Regions from separate parts of the Hordeum vulgare genome. Here region 2 is linked to region 1. Evidence: chromatin contacts called from public Hi-C data. All regions are on one chromosome and are shown on one strand. Each heading gives the region's core, a stretch centred on a gene start, on an enhancer-like site or on the middle of the called end of the contact. The rest is flanking DNA. Distances are from core to core; before and after follow the strand shown. Region 1 has its middle 76 kb from the start of LOC123401450. Region 2 has its middle 18 kb from the start of LOC123401450.

What was found. A called contact is a pair of places that touch in the nucleus more often than the background predicts.
Region 2: a Hi-C map of leaf shows a contact between it and region 1, with 2.4 times the contacts expected there. The contact joins two enhancer-like sites. A contact is called at or near these places in 2 of 6 Hi-C or Micro-C datasets (leaf and seedling).

What each region holds. Positions count from the first base shown.
Region 1 is chr1H:484,009,284-484,015,417 of MorexV3_pseudomolecules_assembly, reverse strand. It overlaps the pseudogene LOC123401441. Among protein-coding and RNA genes, the nearest start is that of LOC123401450, 76 kb to the left of the region's middle. Within about 2 kb of position 2,812, at least 1 of the 3 cell types and tissues checked has open chromatin away from gene starts, as enhancers often do. A contact at or near this core is called in leaf, where this site is marked.
Region 2 is chr1H:484,103,216-484,109,349 of MorexV3_pseudomolecules_assembly, reverse strand. No RefSeq gene overlaps it. Among protein-coding and RNA genes, the nearest start is that of LOC123401450, 18 kb to the right of the region's middle. Within about 2 kb of position 3,674, at least 2 of the 3 cell types and tissues checked have open chromatin away from gene starts, as enhancers often do. A contact at or near this core is called in leaf, where this site is marked.

The DNA.
Region 1 (6,134 bases), core at 1,563-4,062:
TGAATTTTAAGAAACAATTTTTAAAATATACTACAATATTCCGATCCACCCTGACAATTAATTCTTCAAAATTCACTCAGGTATATAGTCTGAAAGACTCAGAAGCATTACTGTTGAACTGCATACATTCGATCATTCGTAAACATCCTTACAAATTTGGAAACATTTTTCGAATCGACAACATTTCTTACTATTTATAAACATTTTTTTAAAATTCCAAACAATATTTTATATTACGAACTGCTTTCAAGTATTTTTTTGTGAATTGGCAAATAATTCATTTTTTGAATTATCAAGCATTTTTTTAATTGCATTAAATAAATTGCTCAAAATAATGGACTTTTTTGATTCACGAATGTTTTCCCCAAAATTATGATGTTTTTAATATGCAAACATTTTTACAAAAATCCTGAACAATTTTTGAATTCGCAAACATTTAATGTTTTATCAAACATTTATGTAAATATAATTTTCGAATTTAGAATTTTTTTGTTTATTTGAATTAGAAAAAAAAGGAACATATAAATGATAATTAAAAAACTAAAAAAACAGGCCTCCGCCCATGGGCTGGCTCAAATGGGCGTGCTGTTTATTTTCCAGCGAGCAGAGCGTAGTATAGCTGGTCCCTATGCTTGGGCCGGCCCATACGAGGATTACATGCAAAACGTTTTTTATAACTTATAGGTGGCATTGGTGGGTAATATTAGACAATTTTGAAGGCAATTTTAATGACGTACCACAAAAGCAATAGGTGCTTTATTAGTAGGGATAGATATATACTCCATCAAATTATTTAATAGTTGCGCTTGCACGTAATGATCTCAATGCACAATCAGTCATTTGTTGTTTATTTAAAGTTAACAATCAATCATTTGCTGTTTTATATCCATTGTAAGTTTATATATGCTCCATCAAATCATTTAATAGTCGCGCTTGCACGTAATGATCTCGGTGATTCTCGTACATCTGCAGAAAGTTCATAAGCTAAGCTGCATTTTGATCTTTCGGGATTTCAGCTTGTTCGTGAGGTGCTTCGAAATCATTGGTTTGGCTTACACTATCACCCTCATCCTCGACAATCATATTGTGCAAAAATAACAGAACATGTCATCAACTGTCACAAAGTTTCTGGTTCCCGCATCATTGCAGCCCTACGAATAATTCCTCAGTCATCTTGCAGTACTCCGAATGCGCTCTCCACTTCTTTCCTAGCTGCTTCTTGCATTGTTGCGAAGGGCTTTTGTATATTGCCCTGTGGTTCGGATACGATCTTCACAAATACATCCCACTAAGGATAGATGTTGTCGGCCATTGACGGTGTAGTTCCACGAAGGCGATTCCCCATTGCAAAGCTTCCTGAATAGCAGATATCGTTGAAGCACGTTGATGTTATTGTGACAACCCGACATTCCAAAAAAAGCATGCCAAATCCATAAAGTCATGTGATGCCACCGCTTGTAGTATGATGATGGCCTCTCCTGGCATCCCTAGTCTTGGTCGTACGCACTTGCGTGTATGATCAGCGTGCAATCAAAATGGGGACGTCACAATCCAGCGCCTGGATGGATCTACGCCGGAGGCTCACCTCGATTTTCCTTGTTAGCGGGTTAAGCCCTATGGTACTTTCCTCTCTGTAGGTGGTATGTCTTGGCTCGCTGTCGGATACGGAGCAGACAAAGATTGGTGGAACAAGATCAAGACCGGAGGAAACTTTGGTCGACTAGTTCGGTCCGGCATCGGGCGACGACATCGATCATTGTTACCCTCCTTGGAGGCAAAGTCGAGGTCTATCCTATCCACCTTCGACCCCCTCCTCGACGAAAGTCCAAAATCAGACTTGGATTGGATAGCGACAACATCTTACGCATCGTAATCTCCATGGAGGCGCCTTCTTGGGAGGTATGGGTGTTCGGGGGAGAGTTGTTGTGGGTGATGGCTTCCGTATGTTAGGTCCAGCAGCGGCAATCGTGTGGAGGTTGGTAGGAGGAGCAACGTTCTATCTGCCGCATCGATGACGACGAGTCTTGGCGGCGTGATGCAACAGAACACCAGCGACATATGCGTCTGGATGGATGAGCGCGGGGCAGGGGCACCGTTGGGCACCGTGGTGACGTCGATGGATGGCCGGACTGACATGGATGATGCGGATATCTTCTCTGAAGATGTGTGAGTGTCTCAATGATGGTGATGACTTTTAGAACGTGTGCATGCGATGTACGATTTAGGTTTGCTGCTCCTGCTGTAGGTTTCGATACTTTATACAGATGGATGGAATACGACAACGACTATAGATATGAGGAGTGAGAGCACTCCTCAATATCAAGGTTGTAGGTGCGAGTGATGGTTTGATGTATTTTTTTGTCAGATCTTTGTAGAATAATGAATAAAAATGATTGTATGAATCTATTGATGGAGAGGACGGGGGTTAACCTTCATTTCCAAAAAAAAAAAAAAAAACTTTTGCCTCTCAGAAAAATAAAAATACCGCTGAGTTTCAAGTGCACCATCTGGTGCGGTGTGGTGGGCGCTTCTTTCACCTTCGGGTAGAGAAAAATGGGCGGCCAAGGAATGCATGGAGTGGCTTACTTGTGTGGGCGGTGAAGTGTAGTGGAATCAAACAAACCCAGCGGCGGCACGCATGATAACGGCGAATGCGGTTGCCGCAGCGCGTCTCACGCTGGCCATGGACGCAACGCATCCGACCCACGCGACGTGCTTTCGGCCTCGACGTCCCCCGCGCCGCAAAAGTAGCACGCTTTCCGTCGCCGCATCGGCACACTCCCAGTCCCAATCCCGCTCTCCGCCCCTGCCTTCCCGTCACGCCACTTGTCGCCGTCCCGACGTGGCCAACGGGACTCCGCATGTGTTGTACGCTAGCTGAGCGGGACGGCAGCCGGCGTTCGGCGAGTCGCGTGCGCGGCGGCGAGCGCCGCAGCCGGTGAACGTGCCTGCATAATACGCGGGGCATCGAATCTTCCGGTGTGTGTAAGTGGAACGCCGCATGTGATGCCCGTCGTCAAGGGCGCCAGATATTTGCTCGGAATCTTCTCTCTCCCGGTTCAGGAGCCACCGGCGGTGGACCTCGCAAATGCCAGAGTCACGAACCGTGGAGACCCAACCGGCCAACTACAGTCAGGTGCACCCGCTTAGCGTGGAGACCACCCACCACCATGCACACTGCTCCATTTCACACAGTTCGTCTCGCTACGAGCGACCAAGACTTTGACAAGTACTAGGAGTAGAATGTTCACCTTCCGAGAATCCTTGGGTGAGCTCAAAATACTCGGAGGGATCCTTAGACACGAGATTATATTTGACGCAGGCGAGGCTAAGCAGAGCAGAGGCAGAGCGCAAAGCATGGATGGTCAGGTCAAGCCCCCGGACCGCGCGTTACCACTCACCGCCCAACCCAATCCGTCGCCGTCGTCGCCGCCGCCACCGCGTGCTGCCCAACCCAAACGGCTTGCTTCCCACGCCTTTTCGCTTCCGACTTTCTTTCTTTCCCTATCCTATCTTTGTCACGCACGCCAAACACCTTCCCCTCCATATGTTCTAAACTTGCAATCTCCCCCAACTGCACCGCTTCCCTCCTATATATACACCCACGCGCCACAAAATGGGAACTCAAACTCATCACCAGCACCGGCACACGCAAAACCAAGAAGAAACCGATACATACACACACGATCCTTGCTCGCGAGCCGGAGAAGACGACCATGTCGGCGAGCAAGCGGTGGACGCGGGTGCGGACGCTCGGCCGCGGCGCGTCGGGGGCCGAGGTGTTCCTGGCCGCGGACGACGTGTCGGGCGAGCTCTTCGCGGTCAAGTCGGCCACCGCGGCGTGCGCGGCGGCGCTGAGGAGGGAGCAGTGCGTGATGGCTACCCTGAGCTCCCCGCGCGTCGTCTCTTGCATCGGCGGCCGTGGCGCCGGCGATGGCTCTTACCAGCTCTTCCTCGAGTTCGCCCCCGGCGGCTCGCTGGCGGACCGGATGGCGAGCAAGGGGGGGCTCGACGAGCGCTCCCTCCGCGGCTACGCGCTCGACGTGGCCGCCGGGCTCGCTTACCTGCACGCGGCTGGCATGGTCCACGGGGACGTCAAGTCGAGGAACGTCGTCATCGGCGCCGACGGCCGCGCCAAGCTCACGGATTTCGGGTGCGCCAGGGACGCCGCCGTCGGCAGACCGATCATCGGCGGCACGCCCGCGTTCATGGCGCCGGAGGTGGCGCGCGGCGAGGAGCAGGGCCCCGCGGCCGACGTCTGGGCGCTCGGGTGCACCGTTGTCGAGATGGCCACCGGCCGCGCACCGTGGAGCGGCATGGACGGCAACGCGCTCTCGGCGCTGCACCGAATCGGCTACACGTAGGCCGTGCCCAAGGTTCCCGAATGGCTGTCCGCCGACGGGAAGGACTTCTTGGCCAGCTGCCTTGTCAGGCAGGCCAGCGGCCGGTGCACCGCGGCACAGCTGCTGGAGCACCCGTTCTTGGCCTCCGCCATCGTCGACGCGAAGCCGCAAGCCGTGGCGAGCAAGTGGGTGTCGCCAAAGAGCACCCTGGACGCGGCATTCTGGGAGTCGGAGTCCGACACCGAAGAGGCAGAGCACGACAGCACGGCCGAGAGGAGGATCAGGGCATTGGCCTGGCCTGCGTCGGCGCTCCCGGACTGGGACTCCGACGAGGGATGGGTTGATGTGCTCTCCGCGCCAACCGTAGCATCCGCGCCAACCGTAGCACCCGAGGCAGCGGGCGAGGAGAGGACCGACATGGACGACGACGCGATCACAAATGAAGAACCTAGCGGTACAGAGCCCGGCGTTCTAGGCATGATCGTGGACCAGGAGTGCAGCAGTGTCGTCAGTGCGGTAGAATGGTACTGTGATTCAGTCAAGCACAGTAGTAGACATAGTTGTTTGGGTGATTTAGCTTTTCACCAAATAGTATTGTCGTGTAAATCGTTGTTTTGCAACAGAATCATCAATGCAACGGATTTCGTTTTGCACAAGCATTCTGTTTCATGCTTCCTGCTCTACCCTCATTACCGACACGTTCGATCGGGCACGGATGAAATTGACATGCTACTTCGCGTGTGCAAACCAGGTCCACGTGGCGTGGCCATGACTCCGATGAAGGAAATCCGGCGTGAATTTGCAAGCTTGCCGGCCACGCCGCACGCCGGAGCTTCCACCGCGAAAAGGAACGAGTCGACGCGGAAAGCGCAGCGTCACAGCAACACATGCAGAGTCGACGGGCAGCAAGTCAAAAACTAAATGTTGGTCTACGTGGGTTCATCAGAGCCGACGGACCGACCGGTGAAAGCGAGGCCTTTTCGACAAGTGAGCATCGCATCCAGAGATTGCTTCGCCAGGTGAAGATCCATCCAGCGGCAGCGACCAGCTCCCTCCCCCGCCGGCGTCCCCTCGCCGCCGCACTGGGACTCGTCGGCTCGCCGTGCGCCGATGGATGGCGTGTGTGTCGGCACTACGCTCAGCAATGCATATGCATGTGTTCTAGACTGATGACAAGTGCCAGCCTCGTGTTTATCTGCTTCTCTGTTCAGCTACTCGACACGGCACGCAGAGGCAGAGTGCAAGGCCAGACACGATGCCAAGAGCAATCGGTTTGATGGTGGTCATGCCGGTGGAGCGGAGGCCGGCGAGCACCGGGCTTGTCCTCTCCCCTACAACAAGCTGTGCGCGTCGGTGCCCAGGTGGCCGAATTTTGCTCACATGGGCAGAAGGAACGCAGATTCTGTTTTATTTGGATTTAGCCCAGGAAAATAATAATCTGGGTATTATTCTACAATGACGTAATATATATACTTTCTTTTTGCCGTGGTAGTATACTAAACCCTTAGAATGAGAGGCCTCTCATTCTATTAAGGTCATCAATTTTGATTGAATCAATAATTTTTCACTTAATTATTTCAATCCTCTATAACACTAGCTTTTTATTTTTTTAAGAACTCATAATCAATTGAGCTATTAATACGAAGTTGGGTCATCTAATTTTGACCGAGCCAACAATTTTACAATGAGCTCCTTCCTTCATTTTTAATACATCATGCTCCATAATTATTTAAGCTTCTTCCGTCAATTCTTGATTTTGACTCCGTCAATCCTTTGTTGTGGCAATGAAAT
Region 2 (6,134 bases), core at 2,425-4,924, 93 kb before region 1:
AAACAATTTGACTTTATTAAGAAAATTAGGTAGCGACCACTTAGAAAAGCAATTCAAACCATTTTAGATAAAAAATAAGAATGATTTTTCTTTGAAAATTTTATACTTAAACATGCATAAAAATTTGTATCTTAATCGGGAAGCAAAGAGGCATAATTATTGATTTACACCTAATATACTCTAGGGATTCCCAAAACTTTATGGCGTGTTTCCATGAAAACACTTAATTAATGTTGTGGAAACCGGAGTGGGGACACGCCGATGGTGGCACGCATCATACGTGATTGCCGAACATTTGCATGTATCTTTGTTTGGCTTCGCCCACGCACAATCATATCGAATGGATTAGTGATACAAAAGTAGAGCCATGGTTTCACATGTGTTGTCCGGATCATATTTGTGATGATTACCGCGGAAGCCTCGAGAATGTTTTAGTACTACTCAAGCACCATGCCACTCAGTTTAGTCTCCTTTTATTTTTAATGTTTTAATCTTTTCCTTTGTAGTTTAGTAAACGCTCCATTCTTATTCATTTTCCTAGCAACCGGCTAAAGTAGACTTTTTTCATACTCTGGTTTGGGTGTAAGGCAATGCGATAAACCATTTGAAAAAATAATAATAATAGAGATGCTCGAAAGGCCATGTAGTGAGTGCATCGCTTTCGACTTGGCTTTCTGGACTGTCTTTGTTAAAAAAAAGTTCTGTCACGATTGTCAATGCAATCCTCTCTTATCAAGTGACCTAGTACAAAAGCAACCATGTTTAGTTTAGTTTTTCTATGATAAAGCAACCATATTTAGTAAGTCATCGATCTCACCTGGGCCAACTTTCTATCAACCCTTCCTTTTAACAAACTTTCTTTGCGCAAGAAAGTACCCTTTTGTGCTCGAACTCAAATGCACCATCATGAGCAGTAAAATCAAAAAAAAAATTAAAAAAATCTGAATTATTTTGTTAATGAACTTTTGACAAATGTTCTAAGTGTTTGCAAATTTTCATTATGAGATCACATTCGTGTAAGACATGACAAAAGAAACAAAGTGAGAGTTTTAAAATGCTTTCGAAAGTAGCATTTTCATAGTGTCATTTTTGTTTTTTTGTGCGATTTGAGGCGCGTTGGGCTGGTCCATTACCATGCACGTATGGGCTGGCCACCGAGGCACGCTTTAGTTAGTGTGCATACTGAGCGAAAATGAGCTGGCCTTTGGACCTTCCACACACATAAATTTCTTGCCTAGTTTTCTATCGAATTTTTTGTCTCTTCGGTTTTTCAGACTTTGGGACTTGTTTTTTATGTTTTTCTTTTACTTTCCTATTTCTATATCAATTCAAGTTCATGGAAAAATTTCAAAAAATTGAACATTTTCTCAAAATCATGAATATTCTTAAATGTTTTTGAATTTTATTCAAATTTGAACATTATTTGAATTCATAAAAAAACGAATTTTATGAACATCTACAAAATCCTGAACTTTTTTCGATTTCATGAATTGTTTTTGAATTTTCTGAATATCTTCCACATAAACCGAGGGCATGTAGCGCTCCCGCGCTGGACCGGTCCAATAATGTTTTCTTTTTTCTGTATTTAATCGTGATTCGAACTAGGGTTCCTGCCACACCTAGTACCACAGGAAGTTGCTCAAACAAACTAGTACCACAGGTGTAACCGCCACGCAAGAACGAGGGATCCGGTAAGATTGAACTTTTTTTCTTCTTTTCCTTTTTTTTGTTTTCCATATTTTCTTTTTGTTTTTATTATTTTCTTATTCCTGGTTGGATGAATATTTGAACAAATGAGAACTTTTTTGTAAATCAATGACTTTTAAAAAAAATATTGAACTATATTTTAAAATAGATGAAGAAAATTCAGATTTGTGGTTCTGTTTTCTAATTTGATGAACTTTTTTCAAATCGATGAATTTTTCCGAAATCAATGATTTTTCAAATTTTGATGAGCTTATTTTAAAATTTGGTGAACTTCTTTTAAGTTCATGAATTTTTGTTCAAAATCGATGATTTTTTTTAATTTGTAATATTTTTTGTTTTTTGCAAAGTTTTTGTTTTTTATATTAATCAACGTGAACAAAGTTGGATATATGTTAGGAAAGTCTTTGATGGTTCACATCTTGATCACGCTGAGGGTCACAGCTTCGATAGTTCTTCCTTCGTCAGTTGACGGGTCATTAGCCTGGCTCGTGGATGACAGGTCGTACATGTTGAATTCCCTTGTCTAGGACACCATCAGTAGTCCCTGGCCTGTTCACAACGTGGTTAAATTTGCTTCTAGTTTAGATGACGATCGCCACTTATGGATGCAGTGGCGGAGCTTGAGCTAAAAATGTGGGGGGCATGGGCTTGAGGGGGGGGGAGCAAACCTCATTATTTGTAACTGATTTGAAATTAAAAATAAACATACTACAAATAAATGTAGGGTTAATTGTTTTTGAGCTGGGGGGCCATGGCCCAGGTTGGCCCCCACCAAGCTCCGCCACCGTGTGGATGGATCTTCCTCATGACCCTTTTGTTATTCCTGTAAACCGTACTTCTTATGAATAAAAGTTGGTTTAACCGTAAAAAATCATTAGCCCTTAACTGGTTTTCAAAGCCGAGGACTGAAACTTCCTCCTCGGAATCGATCTCTGCACGCCAAAATCGACAACTTCGAGCCTTCACCCATAGAACATGCTCATTTTGTTGCCTATTATTAGGAAATAATCATATCTGGCCCCTCTTTTAGTACAAACCTTAACATATATCCAACTTTGTTCACATTTATTAATTAAAGAAACAAAAAAATGCAAAAAAATATATTACAGATTAAAATATGTTCATTGATTTTGAACAAAATTTCATGACTTAAAAAAAATTCCCTGAAGTTTAAAATAAGCTCATCAAAATTTAGTTCATCGGTTTGAAAAAATTTCATCGAATTAGAAAACAAAATCACAAATCTGATTTTTCTACATCTATTTTAAAAAATAGTTCAACAAATTTTAAAATATGTTCAGTGATTTAACAAAAAGTTCACATTTCTTCAAACTATTCATCCAACCAGGAATAAGAAAAAAAGAAAAAGAAAACGGAAAAGGAAAAATAGAAAAAAAATAAAGGAAAAGGAGAAAAAAAAACAGTTCAACCTTATAAGATTTCCTCGTTCTTGCATGGTGGTTACACCTGTGGTACTAGGTTTTTTTTAGCAACTTCCCGTGGTACTAGGTGTGGGAGGACCCCTGGTTCGAATCACGATTAAATACAGAAAAAAGAAAACACTATTGGACCGGTCCAGCGCAGGAGCCCTACATGCCCTCGGTTTATTTGGAAAATATTCAGAAAATTCAAAATAATATATATGAAATTCAAAAAAGTCCAGAACTTTGTAAATGTTCGTGAAATTTGTTTTTTAATTTAAATAATGTTCAAATTTAAATAATATTCAGAAACATTTAAGAATATTCATGAGTTTGACAAAACGTTCATTTTTTAAAATTTTCAATAAACTTGAATTGAAATTGAAATAGAAAAGGAAAAGAAAAACAGAAAAACAAAACCCAAAATCTGAATAACCAAAGAAACAAAAAAATTGATAAAAACTAGGGAAGAATTTTATGTCTGTGGAAGGTCCAAAGGCAGCTCATTTCCCCTCAATATGCACACTAACTCAAGCGTACCTCGGTGGCCAGCCCATACGTGTGTGGTAATGGACCAGCCCAACGCACCTCACGATCGTACAAAAAACAAAAATAATACTCTGAAAATGCTATTTTCAAAAGTATATTAAAACTCTAATTCTTTTTGCCATGCCTTACACAAATGTGACGTCATCATAAAAATCCGCAATCACTTATAACATTTTTCATAGTTCATCACAAAAAACATTCAGATTTTTTTGAAATGTTATGACTTTTTTTATTTTACTGTTTATGTGGGTGCATTTGAGCTCGATCTCAAAACGATACTTTCTTACGCAAGTGAAGTTTGTTAAAAGTAAGGGTGATAGAAAGTTGGCCCATGTAAGATTGATGACTTACTAAATATGGTTGCTTTATCGAAGAAGAAAAAAAACTAAATATGGTTGCTTTTGTACTGCGTCACTTGGTAAGAGAGGACTGCATTGACAATCGTGACCGATTTTTTCTTTTGTAACAAAGACAGTCCAGAAAGCCAAGTTGAAAGCGATGCACTCACCACATGACCTTTCGAGCATCTCTATTGTTCTTTTTCAAACGATTTTTTATCGCAATGCCTTATACACCCAAACCAGAGTATGAAAAAAGTCTACTTTAGGCCCTGTTTGGAAACACAATAGATTATGATAATCTGGATTATGAAGATCGATTATATAATCTGATTTATGAAAATAATATAGGTAGGCATGTTTGGATGCCAGATTATATAAACTGTAATCCAGATTTTACATTGCATAATGACCTGTCGGCCCTTAAATTTTTTTTTTAAAAAGGAGGGTGACGGTGGTAGAAATGTAATTATCTCCAACTTTACAAGGGTAATGGGTCATTAGCAATCCATAATCTAATTTTAGTTGGGCTAGAGTAGATTGTGAGTTTTTAATAATCTGTCCATCTAGTTTTTATAATCTACATCATAATCTGTCATGTTTAAAGACAGAATAGATTATAAAACTAGATTATATAATGTGAGTGGTTTCAAACAGGGCCTTAGTCGGTTGCTAGAAGAAGAAATAAAAATGGAGTGTTTATAAAGTCTCCTTTAGTCACTTGCTAGAAAAACAAATAAAAATGGAGTGTTTACTAGTAGTTGGTGTGTTTATTTCTAATTCACAAATCGTAACCGACCATATCCGTAGCGTAGGTACCTCGGTGCATATATAAACTGAGCGTTGTATCATATTAAATCAATATAAACGAAGTAGAGCTTACAGTTTTACCTCTTCGAGAGGGATCGAACCTGGGTAAAACATTGTTTTCCTTGTCTCATGTTACCATTGTTTCTAGATCCACACTTCGTGATCCCTTACCCGAGATCCACCAGTTTTAGCACTGACACTCGCTCGTGCACGTTCCCACCCATGGCCACTTGGCCGCATTCATGCTGCTGTAGAGCTACAGCTACACATTGGCATCAACCCAGAGTGGACACGACCTCTCACTTCCGGCATTAAAGCGGTGCACCGGCCTAGAGAGCATCACCTGATGCACACCCATCTGAACATGCATCATCGTTGCATTCAATCAGACACAATCTGCCTTCTTTCCTTCATTAAACCCGCGCGTGTGTTGAGGAACCTACTCCGGCAACACGTTTGTTTGCTAGTTGGCCAATATTAAGCACAATGTCGGTTGGCTGCAGGCAGCCGCCCGCTATTTAAACAATGCCAGACATCAGGCAAAAAATTGCACCACACTCCTCGTCTCATCCTTGCATCATTTTCTCTACACTCTCCATGGCATTCGACAAGTAGGAAGAGGAGTTCTCGAGCATTAAAGCCAGTTGGATGGCTCGTCGAGCTCACCGGATACGAGCTAGACATCTGTCTCGTCCACCTCCCTTGCTGCTCCAGACCAGCTTGGGGAGGAAGCCACTCCAAGCCGGCGCGTGGTTCAACAACTTGTCGTTCTAAGGCATCTCGTCATGGGGTGACGAGTTGCTCCAGGCCGGCATGTGGGGGAGCACGGTGGCACATGCATCTTTGCTACCGTGGACGAGACCATGTCATACCGTTGGTCCCGTGCCTACGACCGCACCATCCGCAGACAACGTTGGCGGAACTGGGCCCTACCGACAAAGAAATAAGTTGACTTCATGGAAATCGACGACGTAACGGCCAACACATCCTCGCCCGCCACCATTAATGAGGAAAAGTAAAACATGGGAGGCCGACGCCGCTTGGGCCCTAGGAAGGACACTGTCGCGGTTGCGCCAACATGCACAACCAGTGACTTGCCCGCTCTTGCAGGACACCATCGTCCCCCCGCCCAATGCTCTGGTGCCACTCAGATGAGTTATGGTGCCAAACAAGGTGGAGTTGTCCTTTGCGCTGAAGTATATACCACTGGGCCTCACGACACTCCGATGAGCGGGCTTCCGTACGTGGAGAAGACAAGAAAGACATGTCGCGGCTAGCCATAGACTAATGAAGGGTATACGTTGTTAAG